Regions from separate parts of the Mus musculus genome. Here region 2 is linked to region 1. The links are chromatin contacts, called in public HiChIP or PLAC-seq maps. All regions are on one chromosome and are shown on one strand. The core of a region is the stretch at or near the end of the contact, and the rest is flanking DNA. Distances in the headings are between cores, read along the strand shown.

The links. HiChIP or PLAC-seq counts read pairs in DNA pulled down with a chosen protein or histone mark.
Region 2: a contact with region 1 is called in an H3K27ac HiChIP or PLAC-seq map of embryonic stem cells, with 3 times the contacts expected there. The contact joins the promoter of Abracl here to the enhancer-like site in region 1. A contact is called at or near these places in 2 of 39 promoter capture datasets (hippocampal neurons and liver), 2 of 115 datasets of contacts at active chromatin or transcription factors (embryonic stem cells and large pre-B cells) and 1 of 9 other capture datasets (liver).

The regions. Positions count from the first base shown.
Region 1 is chr10:16,876,996-16,879,695 of GRCm38.p6, forward strand. No RefSeq gene overlaps it. Among named protein-coding and RNA genes, the nearest start is that of Gm20125, 220 kb to the right of the region's middle. Within about 2 kb of position 1,441, at least 40 of the 459 cell types and tissues checked have an H3K27ac peak or open chromatin away from gene starts, as enhancers often do. A contact at or near this core is called in embryonic stem cells, where this site is marked.
Region 2 is chr10:18,021,823-18,024,522 of GRCm38.p6, forward strand. It overlaps Abracl (ABRA C-terminal like), which reads right to left and starts at 1,430. Exons shown (of 3, transcript NM_028440.1): 1 at 1,245-1,430.

The DNA.
Region 1 (2,700 bases), core at 191-2,690:
TGCCATAAAATTAAAATAGAAAGAAATATTAATAGTAAAGACACTGTTTAATAGCTGAATATTTAAACTAGATATTATACATTCAGAACCATGGCATAGTATTCAACAACAATAATGCAATTAATTATTGACCGGTTCAACGTTCACATAGATCTCAGGACATTATGCTGAGGACAAAATCCAATTAATTGACTGAACAACCCAATCAAAAAGGTTACATACTATATATTTAATTAATCTAACAAAATAAGAAAGACAGAGTTCTAGAAATGGAACAGAGATCAAAGGTTGCCAACTATTGAGGCTACTTGGAGGGAAAAGAGGGAATAAAATAACTATGAAAATATGGCATGAAAGATATTTTTGTAGTTGTGAAATACCTGCTTTTCATGATTGAAGTAGTTCTTGCACAGAACTGCACATGGGATAAAATGACACAGAAGCACATGTGCTTAGTAAGATGCTAGCTTGTTGCACTGTGCATTGTACTATATTTATGTGAGACCAAACTCCTTGGGAGAAAACTGGATTAAGGTTGCATGAGAAGCCTCTATAGTATTTTTCTAAATCTCTATAAATCAATAAAAAAATTTAAAAACCATTCAATAGTTTATTAAAAATCAAATCCCTGAGTAAACTACTTAGTTACATTAATTTCTTTTTGAGTTGACTACATGTTTACCAGATTCTACAAGCAGAGTTGGCACCCTTTAGCCTTCAAATGTAATCTTAACATTATTAGACATGAAGAGGAATGCCTGGCATCCCTGGTCTCTACTCCCACTTCTCATATTCAGAAGCCCTGCTGTGGGGCTAGGCTGATACTGTGCTTTCTCCCCACTCAGTTCACTTCATCAAGGCTTTCTTTCCTACATCCTATTATCAGCACCAGAACTAACTAGGATGCCAGATCAAGAACTTTACCTTCTGATCCTTCTGATTGACTTGGCAGAACAATGTGACCCACACTCAGCATTCTATAGACTGGTGAAATTAGTACATTCTTTTAGATGGACAGAGTCGAGCTTAAAATTAAACTAGCAAAACAGTATCATACTTGAATGAATGAATCCCTTTCTTATTAATCTTCTTTTCTTTTTTTTAAAATTTTATAAGACAGGCCAAATATCAGGTGGAGCTGAGGGCATCTTATGGAAGAGTGGGGGATGGAACTGAGCAAACTGGAGTGGTCAAGGATACCACAAGGAGTCCTACAGAGTCACCTAACCATGGGGACTCACAGAGACTGAACCACCAACCAAAGAGCATAAAGGGGCTGGCCCTAGGCCCTCTACAAATTTGTATCAGATCTACAAGTTGGTTTTCATGTGGAGCTGTCTTTGACTCTGTTGCCTGCCATTGGATCACCTTCCCCAGGGAAACTGCCTGCTTGGGCCCACTGGGAGAGGAATGTGCTTAGTCATGCTGAGACTGGATGTGCCAGAATGGAGTGGTACCCAAGGGGGATTTCCCCTTCTCTGAGGGGACTGGTCATGGGGTGGCATGGGACTTATAAGAGTAGGACTGAGAAGAGAGAGTAGCTGCAATCAGGAGGTAAAGTGAGTGAATGAGTAAAGAAATAAATGAAAAAAGAAAAGAAAAAAAGTGGTATATAATACACTTCTGCTTTGTTTTACTGAATACTTTAATGTGGGCATGTCTGATCAAGCCATGACTTGGCAGTATATAATCCTGTGATATATATGGATACATTTGCTGGCCTGTCCTCTAGGACTATAATCTGGAATGGAAAGTTCCTAATCAGCCCTGTGCTTATGTACATGTCCCAGTATTGCTTTTACTAAAGACTGGTCATCACAGGGCTTCCTGTGATTTTTAACACCATCCTTTGCAGCAGCCAGTAAAAGCAAGTGTATCTTTTCACATGTACGAAGAATGACTATTCATAATAATGGCTTCTCAAAGTCACAAGAAAGCAAAAAAAAAAAAAAAAAAAAAAAAAAAACCAAACCGAACCAAAAATAAAAAACAAACAGAAAGGCTCAAAGTACTCAAAGCCACTCCTTGGAATTCCCACCAATGTTCTTTCCCTTCCCAGACAAGTCTTCCCCTTGTGATTCTAAAGAAAATTCATGAAAGCATTTTCTTTTTTATAAGAAAGTTGTTTTAACTCATTACTGAAAATCATGCCTAAGAAATGCTAAAAAGTCATAAAACACCACTTTGCCTCTCAATGAAGTGTGCAGCATGTATTTATAAGCTTTTAGTATAATAATTTTATAACCAAACAGCTGCTGGAACAATGAATTTTTATAACCACTGTCTCAGTTGGCATTTTTCTCCTAAATATGACAAAATAAAGTTTTTGTGATACAATCCATCTAGCTCAGCTGCATTTAATAGAATCATCAGCAAAAGAAGAATCCGTGAGATAAAAACCATACTCCTAGCAGAATGAAATTAAAAAATGCATGTTGTTAATCTACTGTTTTTACTTACGTTTTCCTGGTGGTTTGTATAATAGTGTTTTTTATGTCCCCCAAACAAATAACAGCTATGTCATTTTAAAGCTACTTTGGATAAATATTTGTTTTCTGTTTATCATCAAATCAACATAAGGTCATCTTTTCACATGGCTACCTTTGTGCTATATATTACGACAGGCTGAATATATCAATAAAGACTTGATATTACCTTTCATTTAAAAACCAAGAAAGCTACTGGAAATAGATATAATCA
Region 2 (2,700 bases), core at 180-2,679, 1.1 Mb after region 1:
CTGAGTGCTTACTAAGGCAGATCATTTACAAAGCAAGAACAGCCTCGCAGTCTGGACCCTTATGAATAGGAAAATAATAGGTTTGCTACTGCAAACCCAACTCAATAGGTTTTAGTCACTTAATATGGGAGGGGAAAAGAGAAGAAAATATTCACATTATACAATAGACCCAGGGCAGTCTAAAAGCCGGAGAGAAACCTCTCTTCGTTGAGAGATCAAGAACAATGAGAGGTCATAGCAAAGCAAACCTAAGAAAATGAGCCTGTCTGCGAGAGGCTGGGCCAGAAGACGGGCAGCGGCAGATGTCAGCCGGGCCTGTCTAACTGTCTCAGATTCTAATTAGGCTGTCTGAGTGGGTCTCACAAGGAGAGGGGCTTGGCACATGCTAGAAAGCTTCATCGATACACATTTGGAAAGGAATGTCAGGAGCCTTCTCTAGTTATGTTTTAAAACTCTAGAGGCAATAGGCCAAGGAAATAAAGCCTTCTAGAGTCGCCTGCTCGGGAACCGACAGCCAACTTTACACGCGAGCTAGGCGGTCTTCCAGCCTCCCTTCTATCACTAACAGCTGGCGCGGGTCAAAGGCTCACCTTCGTCCCTATTCGCTGGTTCCAGCTGACTCCATATTTGGTCATTCCTCCTACAAGTTTGAGGTCTTGCCAAATATGGATCCCCAAATCCTGAGGTCTGTGTGTACCACTCCCTCACTCCTGAACTGCATAGGGCTGCAGAGCCCGGGACCACAAGCGCTTCGTCCCTTTGTCTTCGCAACTCACCCTCCCTCGGTCCCCCACCGTCAGCGCACCCGAAGGCACAGCCCGGGAGCCCCACGAGTCCTACTTTCCCTTCCTCACCTGCCCTCCGCAGTGCAGAGAGCAATGTCATGACACCACTTCATTGCCCCGGGATCCCCCCCCCCAGTCTTTCCGCACCCCGTAACCTCACCCCCAGCCCCCCACCCAACCAAGCTGACGCCAAATGCAAAACCCACACGTTGCACCGCTGCAAACATCGATTGGGGCTGCCCCTCTCCTGGTCCGCCCCCGGCCGGCAAAACGTCACGTGAGCCCAGTGCGGAAGTGTGCTGGCCGAGTGGGGTTCCCGCCAGTGGGGTACAAAGGGCGCGTGTCCAAGGCCCCTCTAGCTGTACCGCGGCACCCCGAGGTCCTTACCCTCCACCCGGGGCTCAGACTTCCCAGACGTCGGGTCCAGCTTTCCCCCAGCGCCTTCCAGGACTAGCTCACCTCTCCGATTGCTTCCTTCTTCACGGAAGAGCTGCTGCTGCGTGGGTCTGAACCCTGTACTCGGCTTCCGCGCCCTGGGGAGGAACAGGCAGAAGAAGGAAGTGGCCCGGGCTAAGAGAAAGGCTGCAGTGGAGGAGGGAGGGGACAAGGAGAGGCGTAGGGGGCAAGTAAGACTAAGTGCTGTCTGGAAAGGGGCCGCCCATTCTCCCGGGACACGCCTAGGAGGAGGAAACCCGCGCCAACGCCAAAGCTGGAGGCAGGTTTCTAGGAATGCACACACAAAGTACCATCACCTCTCTCGTCCTACTCGTCAGGACCCACAGCCTAATGCATCTTCATTTCCTGACAGAGTATCTTACCCAACAAGAGAAAAAGCTCCCCCAGCGTGCTAAATTCTGAGATCTCCTAGGAAAACAGAGCCTCACGTGGGTTCTGTATGCAGAGCATTAGGCTCAAGACAAATAATAATAATAATAAAGTAAAAAAGACTCAATTTGCAAACACCTTCATTCTTCAAGGCCAGGTCTACCGATTTTGATTCTAGATCTTGAGACGGAATACATTTGTTTCGCTTCATTGTTTCCTACATTTCATTGACCATTCAAATCATTCAAATTCTTTTTATTTCCATCGTATGTACTTGCCCTACCCAGAGTTTTGAAAAAGAAACTCAACTTAAATTATTGTATAGGAATTGTAAATGTAATCATGAGGGAAATTTCTCTTCCCACCCCCAATTAATTACGAGTGTCCAAGTGTCCAAGTCATTGGTGACGTCCTCCGTGGAGGCAGGAAGATCTCTGTGAACTCCGGGTCAACCTAGTGAGTTTCAGCCCCCCCACCCCCCGCAGCCCCCACACACACTCACAAATGTGGCCTAGTCTTTGTCAACCTCATCAAACAGCAGCCACTCCACAACAATGGTGAAACTGATCATTTGGACCAATCAAATCTCCCTTGGAAATTGAAGGTGGTACAGGTAGAGAATGAGCCATCTGGGTGAGGCTGGAAAAGGCCAGGTCAGACAGAGGCCCAAAATGGACTTTCATTGAGCAAGAAAGTTGACTTTGTGCAGAAACCAGGAAGGGGGGGGGGGGTAGAGAATGGAGAGAGGTGGAGCGGGGGAGGGGCTAAGGAGGGAGAGGGGCAGGGTGGGAGAAGGGGAGGGGAGGGGGCAGAAGAGGGAGAAGGGAGAGAGAGAGAGAGAGAGAGAGAGAGAGAGAGGAGAGAAGAGAGAGGAGAGATTGGGAAGGTGGGTGGAGACTGGTGGAGGCCTTGGGGAAGTCCAAGGACAATCTGTGAGAAGCTAAAAATGTAATAGTCAGAAAGACCTGTTTTCAGGGGATGTGAGAGTAGCCAGGTCCCCTAAGCTGTGCAGGGTCCATGCTCTCCCCAAGCAGTGGCCTAGTTGCCCTACAGGATCAAGGTTTGCCATGTGAATGTGAACCTGAGTGGT